Regions from separate parts of the Manis pentadactyla genome. Here region 2 is linked to region 1. A link is a contact called in public Hi-C data. All regions are on one chromosome and are shown on one strand. Each heading gives the region's core, a stretch centred on a gene start, on an enhancer-like site or on the middle of the called end of the contact. The rest is flanking DNA. Distances are from core to core; before and after follow the strand shown. Region 1 holds the start of C1H21orf62 (chromosome 1 C21orf62 homolog). Region 2 holds the start of LOC118909639 (nucleolar pre-ribosomal-associated protein 1-like).

Region 1 (4,880 bases), core at 612-3,111:
AGCCCTGTGGTCCCAAGGCTAAACAAGCTATACAGAGAAAGTGGTCATTGATAACGGACAGTGTAGTTTCAAATAAGAAATTTGAAATGGAGAGATGCATATGTGTTGAAAACTAACTGCAGTTAGGAAATTTTTATTGATTAATAGTAACATTTAATGAGTGCTAGTTACTGTTCAAAGTGCTTTATACATTATATGTCACTTAATCCTTGCAATAATCCTAAAGGTAGATATTATGGCCCCATTTTCATATCAGGAAATGGAGACACAGAGAAATTATACAGCTTGCTCCAAGTCCTAGAGCCAGTAGGAAACAGCTAAGACTTCAACTCAGACAGCCAAATATGACAAGGGAGTCATGGTGGAAATTATAGTGTCATTCCCATCCCAGGGTCATGTTCCTATTCAAGTGAACTTCCATGCCTTGTATTCTATTACCAGACTCTGTAGCCTTTAACCTAGTGTATATGGAACCCTCATGCTAGATGAATTGGAAACAAAAGGAATGAAACAAGTTCTGTTACACACAAACATACTTCATTATTTGGTATAAAAACAAAAGTTAAAAACTTCCCAAAGATCACTCTTTTCATTAAAAAATTTTCAAACAAGTGTGGTTTGATACTTTTGCTGGTTTTTAAGGACAGGTTTTTATCGATATTATGCACAATTCCTCTGAAATATTTTCTTTCCTCAGTATACCAACACACTTATTGCTAAAAACCTGCCCCACAATATGTTTATTAAACAATGAAATCTATGCAGAGCTGTGTAAGGACTACTGGTTTTCTAAAACATCCTCATTATCTTGCTTTTTACTACAGTATTTATCATGTTTTATTCACATTTGAGTAAATGACAAATTTTTTAAAAAGCTAACCAACCCGTCCAAATGTTAATGTTCATCAGAATTTTAGCTTTGCCTTAACCTGTGTTTTCTAATAAGTAGTGAGTAAATAAGTAATAAATACAGTATTATTAGATAAAAACAGCAAAGAAATAGTGGAAGCTTATGTTTTGAGAGTTTCTTATTTTCTTTGGAATCACAGTAAGGAAAAGAGAGATGATTGATACCTCTTTTGTTTAATTGTTATTTAGAATTGAAGACAAATAGGAAAAGATGGTGGCCAGATGTTTTAAAGTAGAAACAAGAAGCCCAGGCTCCATGAAGATACGTGTTATATTATAATAGCCTAAGTTAGTTTATCTACTTAGAAACTAAATAGAAAAACCATTTCATTCTTTGCTTAATGCAGTGAAAATACTTCCTTTAAAGGCAGAATCTCAATAAAGAGCAATTCATATGCCTGAAAGCTGAAAAAATTGTCTCATGGGGAAGCCACCCAGAACTGTTACCTTATGTTCAGGAAATACAAATGCTCCAAGAAGACAGTGATGCGGACACTGGCTCTTCAAACCGCCACAGAACTTGCCTGCCATGCAGCAGAAATTCTGAGGTTATTAAAAACTGCCTGTTATGCTAGACATGCCTTCAAAACAGAAGAACAGAGAAACCACTTACACCTCGGAGTTCCAGTGTGAGGCTCACTTCTCCACTCCACAGACCTCTGCTCAATCCTTGGCTCTGGCTTGAGACTGGTTTAATCTGCAGGGCGGGGTGGACTGCGGGCCCTCGCCCTTGCTGTTTTCTGTTTTCAGAGGGCCAGCAGCCCTGGTGATTTCCATGGCAACTAGGAGGAAGCCGCCAGCCTGCCAGTTTCATTACCACACGACAGGAGAGAACCTGCCTTGGTGACTGCTGGCCACTCTCCTGGGGATTCTAAAGTGGAAAGTTTACAGAAGGAACAAAGGAGACTGCTGCTGTATGCTGACCCTAATGGGCTGGCAGTCACGGAAGAAATTCTGCTTTAGCAGGAAATTGAGTGGGTTGAGTGCAGAACATGGAGATTCCTTGAGGCTTTTACTTCCATGATTTGTTGCACTCTTTTTGGCCTGATGAATTGTTATGTATGGCAGATGCCTGAATCAGTGTAGAAAATGGCCTACATAGTTGTTCCAAAGAGAAAATGAACTAAGTTTACCTCCAAACATGTAGATCTCTCTCTCTCTCTCTCTCTCTCTCTCTCTCTCTCTCTCTCTTTCCTGCTCTCTCTCTTTTTCTGTATGAGAATCATGGTTTTATTTTTTTCTGAGGCTATCTTTTGACATTTTTGGAAGTTCCACCAAGATGCCCAGTGGATTGGTCTAACAGAACCAAGAAACATTCATCAATCTCATGGGCACATCTTTCCTTGGATCCCAGAGGTGAATCTAAACTTTCAATTATAGTACAAACAAGTCAAAGGGATGAAAAGCGCAGCATCAGGAACATAGTAACACGGCAATGTCTCTGTGGTGACAGGAAGAAACTACACTTTCTTTAATGTATGGAATTGTGGAATCACTATGTGGTCCACCTGAAGCCAACACACTGTACATCAGCCATTCTTCAGTCAAAAAAACAATAACCAAGAAAACAAACAGAAGCAATGGAACTTAGCATGCTGATTCTGTCTTTCCAAATTTTACTTTTACTTTCTACTCATTTTGTTTCCCATTTGTTTTGAGTTGGTAGGTTGTTCCCCATGGGAAATTTAAGTTTTTGGTATGCACATTTGATTATTTCTGCAAATGGATTGATGGTGTATAGATATCAGGGCTCTGTTGGGTGAAAGATGACAGGGACTTTGTTAGTTTGCTAGTCTGTTCTGTCAGTGTATTTGTCTATTTTGAGCAAATCAAAGAATTTTTATCCACTGGGGATACCCTGTTCACTTTTTTAGTTTGCTTTTTTAAAGGTTAAAAGCAACAAAACAAATAAATATGTAATACATTAACCAATGAGGGCTCACTAAACACTGGAGAAATCAGATGGTGGTGATAGAGAAAAGCCTCACTAGGAAACTAAAGCAATTGATTTATCAATTCCCTAGATGCAAACCATATAGTATTTTAAAGAGAGCATCTCATTCGGGAACCTCATTCATCTACTATTCATCTAGTGAACCCTTACCACATGCATGTACCATGTTGAGAGGTTTAAGGGACAACAGAGATAAATGCTGTGATTCTTGTCTTCAAGGAAGTTATAATATGGAAAGGGTGGTTGTGTAGGTTGATTGTGGGAAACGTATGAAGGGAGGTACAAAGAAAATACATGGGAATTTCAGAGACGTGGGCTACATTGTGCCACGGAGATTGGACACGTCATTGTAGAGTGGTAGCATTTGATCTGGACCTTAAAAAAAGGCTAGAATTGGAGTGGTCAGATGTAAGAGGAATGGACAGTGATGCATCCTGGAGCATTCTTTGGCCAATGGAGGATGTGAGCTGATGGAGAAATGCTACCTTCTTCTTCACTCCTCATAGTCCTGACACACCTGTCATCTGGCTGCTCAGGTGGCCTGTGGGATCAAGCAACTCAAGCAATTAAGAAAATTGCCAGAGAAAAGCCTTGGAAATGGGAGGTCACCAGGCCTATTCAGCATTTTAGAAGCCAGTGAATCATAGTCATGAGCAAGGGAATTGAAAATAAAATCCATTCTTGTTGGTGTTTAGTTTCAGCAAAGTGAACATATAAATTATACTCTCTGAGACTAGTGGAACTTGGATTTGGGATCAAGTCTTAATTCTGCTACCTTTTTGAACATCATTACTTAAATGTTACATCCCTCAATTTCCTTATATATAAAGGAGGAATAGCAATACTTCATTGCAAGGTTGAGGTGAGGATTGCATGAGGTGATATATATCAATAGGATGCCTCAGGATGGAGGAAGGAAAGGCTGGCCAACCACTCACCAGCCTTCCCAAATTTCCAGAACTATTGTGGCTAATGTAGTAGTTGAAAGTACTCAACCTCTCTATTTCATAACCTTCCTCTCTTGCCTGCCTCTGCTATAGACGTTGGAAAGCTAAAATACTCAACTGGCAAAGCCCTCAACTGCCATTGCAGCTGGGGCCCCAGACCTGATTTAAGTTTTATCATTTACCTTAATTCTGAACTGAGTCCCATGGAGAGAGGACCATGAGGCTTGTTTGGGAGTTGAGTTCAGTGAGGACAAGAGGAGAGTTCTGGGCGTCTCCACTGCTGGCACTGGTCTCAGCAGAATTGGCCTAGTCTGGGAGCTGGCACGAGGGTGTGGCTTTCTGACTGATGTACTTCCTGGAGGTGGCAGACGTCCTGATTAAGAGCCAATCACTGTGGTACTGGCTTCCCTGTTGGAGGTGGCCTCATAATTCTGGTTTGGAAGAGGGAGCAGCTCCTAGTCAGTGGTGACTTTCTGAGTTCAGCCTAGAGCCTGTTCAGCCCTGGCAATGATTCCAGAACTATCTCTGTGTTAAGAAACTCCTTGCTATTTCGGAGAGCTAGACTGGACTCTCTTGTCTGTAACCACCAGGAACCCTGAATGAGATGCCAGTGACAAGTTGTGGCTAAGGTAAGTGGAAGTTTGCTGGCACAGCCTCCTCTGCTTCTTCCTGCCCGAACACAGACACAAGTCAGGGGAACAGTTCCTACCCCTGAGGAGAGCAGAGCATGAACATGAAGGAGCCTGGCACCTAGAGGACCATGCTGAATCCATGCAGCAGCTCTGGACGACCCAGTCTACAGGACACAGATGATGTCACCTGCTCCTTGTTTTAATGACGAACTAAGCTGCATAAAGTATGGCATGTAAGCAGTGCACAAAGGTGTGCAAAGGTGGTGGCTGTTCCGATTATTGCTCTTTGTCACTGTCTCTGTTTAGGATGCTGATGCCTTCCAGGACCTCTCACTGAGTAGGGGCAAGTGGGTGCACATGGAGCCGGATTCTCCCTGGAAACTTGAAGGCGAGACAAGCAGCTGCTGAGGAAGTCAGGCTGCATCTCTGTGTGTGGCT
Region 2 (5,320 bases), core at 1,499-3,998, 300 kb before region 1:
AGTAGCATTAACTTGTTCTTCTCCTCATCACGCCAGGTAAGGGAAAACGTACTTCACTTTCAGGCCGCTTCTCCCCGCCCAGGAGCTGGAAGAGCTCTGCACACTCCACAGAAATCTTTATGTACCCTTCCACAACGTCATACATGTCGTCTCCAGGTAGCTTCTTGGCAGCAGAGACAAACGCTTCCAAGGCTGAAAGAAGAGATACAGTCCAACGTTAAGATGAATGGTCTTAGAAGTAATCACAGGTGCTACTGCCACAGGGGGATTTCTGGCAGGAACATCCAGGTGACTGGAAGTGCCTCCTCCTGAGATGGAGAAGCAGAGTGACAACACAGCCTTTCTGCTACCGTCAGTGAAGTCCCGGGCAACAACTTTCAAAGCAACTGGTTTAGAGCAGAGCCGTTCTTGACCCAGGGATCCTCTGTGATGCTGACAGTGATCCACCCCTGAGAACCCTGTGGGTCTTTCCCAATCCAGCCTTGCAGCTCTCCCCGCAGGTATAAGAAGTCAGACAAAGAAAGACAAATACTGTATGTTTCCACTTACATGTGGAAGCTAAAAAAGCCAAACATACAGAATAGAATGGAGGTCCCCGGGCTGGGGACTGGGGGACATGGGCAGATGCTGGACAAAGGGCAGAAATTTACAGTTACACGAAAAGTATGTTCTGGGGATCTCATATCTAGCACAGTGACTATAACTGACAGTATTGCATTACAAATGGAAATTATTTAGAGAGTAGACTTTAAACATTATCACCATTCACAAAAAAGATAATTATAGAAGGGAACGGGGTGTTAGCTAACCTTATTGTGGTCATCATTTCATCACACAAGTTATCAAGTCATCACGTTGTACACCTTAAACTTCAATCGTTTTATGTCCATAATATCTCAATAAAGCTGGACACAAAAATAAAATCAAAATCAAAACCTTCCCAAATATTTGAATAAAAACAAAACCCTGTAACATCCCTCAATCCCACTTTCCTGACCTTCAAGAAGGCATATCACAGGAAGTTATGAGGGCATTTAGTGATGGAGAGTTTAAGATAGAGATCAGACTGAAACACAGGTTCGTATCTCACACAAGGGATTCGCACTTCCGCCCACTGACTTCAGCCTGGCCACATCTTCCAACTACTTCACGTGCACCCACTGACCCGGGTTTCTTCTGAAACCTGTTCACATGCAGCACTGAGTGGCATGGAGCTCCTGGGCAAAACCAGGAATGCACATGTGATACAATCTTTGAAATAATTAAACATGCTCTTTCCTCTGTCACAGAGGTTCCTGTCTCTGTCCCTGCCCCATCCTACAACTCTGATGAAAAGCCACGTCCTCAGGGGAGACTTTTGTCTCTTCCAGATCAGGTCCGAGGCCCACAGGCACTGTGTCCATTTCCTTTGGGGCACTTGTGTTGAAAGTGCTCCCGTGTGATTTTACTGGCATCTGCCCCCCCACTGGACTGTCTGTGAGCTCCACAACGGCAGGGCTGGTGTCTAACTTTCACTCACCATTTCATCTCTGCCTAGCAAATAACAGCTCCAAGTAAATAAGGAATTAAGGAATGAATGAATGAAATGTATTAATTCGGTGCTAAACCAGGTATCACCTTCCTAGCACTGGCTAGCAGGTGCAGGTATCAAACCTACTATGACAGAAAACCTGGCCCATGACAGAAAAACTGGAAATGGAAGGTATTCTAGTCATTAATTTAATCATTTCCCTAACCTGGAAGAAACACTGTCACTGTTTTATTTGGGCACAGTACCGGTGTTTCCACGTACTAGAATATTCAATTGCTTTTTTTCCCTCTAACTTACATACTTTCTAATGGATTACAAGGACTTGTGCAGGGTGGTCACACTTTGCAAATGTGAAATTAAAGCATCTGCTCCACAGCAGTCACTAGTCCACCTCGGTCAACTGCCAAGTCCTCGTGGTGGCTTCACCTGGTAGCTTACTGCATGTTCTCAGGTCAGTGTGAGTTTCGGAGGGTGAGAGCTATTGAAAATGGCGCTGACACCCTGGAGGAACAGTGTGTCCCTGAGCGGCCCCCAGTAGACTCACAGTCGGAACTCCTTCAGTATTTGTTGCGTGACTGAGCAATTCAATTATTTGCTCTCCTAACAATAGCAATAAAAAGGTTTCAGCACTTGCTCAGGGATGCTGCGCGGGCCAGGTGGGGGCGTTAAGTCGCGGGGGCCTGTCACAATAGCAGGTCGAGCCCTCCAGACTTGACTGACAGCGCAGGGCAAGAAGTGCGGCGGGCCGACCCACAGCGGCCCCGGCCGGTCCGGGACCCTGGGAGCCCAAGCACCGGGCCTCGGTTTCCCGTCGGCGGGTAGAGAGGCTGGGTTCCGACCCTCGGTGACCGCAAAGCTGCAGAAAGGAGGGCCTGTGGGGGGCAGACTGAGGAGCCCCCACACTGGGCCTGGAGGCCGCCCGGCTCGCACCCGCTCCCGCCCGGGCCTGCCCCAAACTCACCCGGCTCCGCGCCTTGCGGGTCCCTCAGCTGAGCCTTGAAGCGCACGCCCGTGAGCTCTTCGCGGCGGGCCCGCTTTGCCGCGCCGTCCTGGCCGCCCGGGGCCTTCCTCTTGGGGGTCCCCATGCCTAAGGTTGGGGTGGCCGGGACCCACACACCCGCGGTTCTGGCAGGGTCCGCGCTGGAGAGTAAAGCCAAATTTTAGGGGAACTCGTGGTCCGGAAATGGGAAAGTCGGCGGCGGAAGGGGCGGGGCCTCGGGAGAACGTCTGGACAGGAGGAAGGGGCAGGGCCTCGGGGGCGGGGGGCTCTCTGGTCCGGCGGAAGGGGTGGGGCGGCGGGTGTGCTTTCGGACCGGAAGGTGGTGGTGTGGGTGCAATGTTTTACTTATCCTCTGTGTCCGTCATCGTTTCTAATCAACTCCCGGCTGAGGGCGAGCGGACACCTACGACACCCCAGCAGAGTTGCGCAGCGACGAGTACGTGGGGCGCGCCCCCTGCCCCCGACGGGCCTCTCGGGGGCCTTGGCGGGTGGAAGCCCCGCATCTTCCATGCCCCGAAGGGAGCCCGGGGCGTCATTGGAGCTCGCTCACAGCAGTTCTCGATCTGGGGGCTCTCTAGCGGTGCCGATTGAAGAACATGCATGACACTCCGCGGGGTGTGTCGCTTTGCCTCTTCGGGGCCCAGCAGACACGCGGAGGGTGGATGCTCCTGGCGAAATGCCAGGCAAGCTTATGCCGGGAGGGCCGCCCTCGGGCACCTGAGCCAAGGGTCGTGCGAGGCCCCTAACTCTGACCCCTAGTTTACCCGGTTTGTTTGGTGCAATGTTGCGCCAGACTGACCTCCACCCCAGGCTTCGCTAAACTGGTGAGAGGACTGGAGCCCTTTTGGCCATGCAGGGCGCCAGGGGTGAAGTAGGGTCTGTGAAAACCTCTGGGGGACAGTGCAGCCGCCTCCATATCTCAGATCCCCTCATTGAAAGAGAGCCAGCAAAGCCAGCCCTACCTAATTTTTGCGGGTGTCCTGAGCTGAGAAAGTGATGCAGTGTATGAAAAACTGCTTTGATGGGAAAATTGTACTGTGTTTTTGTAAGACGTTATTACATGCTCTGAAAAAAAGTTCAGGAGTAAAGGACTAAGTAAAAACAGGCTGGTGCATTTAATATGACTTCATCAATACTTGGTTGTGTGTTCAAGTAAATCATGAACCAGTTCCTTAGATGAGTAATTCGGTGATTTACCGGAACCCTCTAGTCGGAGCAAATACTGCCTTGTGATCTCTGATGTGTAATGAGTATCTAAGGACGTGGTCTTTTGTGGCCTGTTAGGGTTTCCAAATCTCTAGTGGAAAAAGCCCATTGTGTGGACCTTGAGCCTCTGGCCTGGCAAGACTGTTGTGCCTGTGGAAATGCCCATGTTGCAGGTGGGTCAGACAGAGTCACCCCAGCACATCTGCGCTCATGCGGCAGTGTTAAGAGAGAGGTGTGCTCACAATTCACGCTGAAAAAGGCAACCCGCTTATTAGTAAAGACAGCCTTTTGTCGACAGTGCTTCTGTTCTGTGGTTGGTTGCCAACCACCAACTTTGTTTGCAGCTGCAGTGAGCCTGACCATAGAGGCAGCAGGGAGAGGTAGGAAACAGTCAAAAGCCCTGTATTCAGTTTCTGCCCGTGCAACCTGGGCAAATTATTCTCTCTCTTTACAAAGACGTAGAGGGTGAGGGAACTTGCCAGTACTACCCAGCTAATAAACAGTGGATCGCTCACCCAGTGAATCCTAACCCCCATTTAGAAACAAGTTGTCAGTGCCCATCCCAGCCTTGGCCAGAGGCATACCTGATGAGGCATGGCTCAGAGTACAGACGGGTACTTCAGATTAAGCCTGATGCTGTTGAGTCTTTGATGCCAGGTCACTAGCCCCACTTGTTCAAATACCAGGCTCACCAACGAATTTCTGGATAGTGATACAGCTTTCTATATAAAAGGTCTGTCTGGAGAGAAGGGACCTTATTTGCCCCCAAGAACAGTCTGGTTTATTGATAAGCATCACTGTTCCTACAACATTCTGGGTTAGCATCTACTTCGGGGCCTTTACACTTGCTGTTCCCTCTGAATCATGGCCCAGACCTGCTTGGCACATACTCCTCTCTTGTGACCTCTTCCTATCCATATTTCACTTCCTGTTTCTTACCTCTGTTTTCCTTTATTGCCCTTATCACCTACTGGTGATACTAGATATTTGTTTGTGAAACTCCTTTATTGAAATGTACACTTTATAATGGCACAAAACAAATTTCAGTGCTCCATTCTCACTGCCTAGAGCAGGTCTTGGCACATTATAAGGCTCAATAAATATTTGTTGAATAAATAAATGACTATATAAATGAGTACACAGACCTGAGTCTTGAACTTGCTTAATTCAGTTCATCCTAAAAGGCAGATTGACTCTTGGAATGCTGTCAGAAAGCCTCAAGGTGCAGGGTTTTGAGTCTACAAATACATGAAGGAGCCCCTGGACTGAGATGAATTAGCCAAGGGAAGTGTCCAACCTCTCATAGCTGGCCAGTTCATCTCCAGAGGCTGCACTTCTCATTCACACCTGTTAAGTGTATGTCTTTGTTTATTCCTTTTTCAATTGTGTAAGTTTAAATTCAAGTTCTAGTAAGGGTGAAAATGAGAAGCTCAATCAGAGCCCATTTCAAGGTAATATTAAAGCAGGTTTACCTCCACTCTCAGAAGTACACATTGCTGTACACAAGGTGAAGTTATCTTGGCTTACCTGCACTGTTTCAGGTAAGGGCAGTTTTTTTTTTTTCATCTGTGTTTTATCATCTG

The links. Hi-C and Micro-C count contacts between places; a contact is called where the count stands out from the background.
Region 2: a contact with region 1 is called in a Hi-C map of blood, with 3 times the contacts expected there. The contact joins the promoter of LOC118909639 here to the promoter of C1H21orf62 in region 1. A contact is called at or near these places in 3 of 3 Hi-C or Micro-C datasets (blood, fibroblasts and skin fibroblasts).

Annotation. Positions count from the first base shown.
Region 1 is chr1:185,182,424-185,187,303 of mManPen7.hap1, reverse strand. It overlaps C1H21orf62 (chromosome 1 C21orf62 homolog), which reads right to left and starts at 1,861. Exons shown (of 2, transcript XM_036880173.2): 1 at 1,523-1,861.
Region 2 is chr1:185,479,342-185,484,661 of mManPen7.hap1, reverse strand. It overlaps LOC118909639 (nucleolar pre-ribosomal-associated protein 1-like), which reads right to left and starts at 2,748. Exons shown (of 39, transcript XM_036880308.2): 1 at 2,493-2,748; 2 at 53-192. The coding sequence starts at 2,616.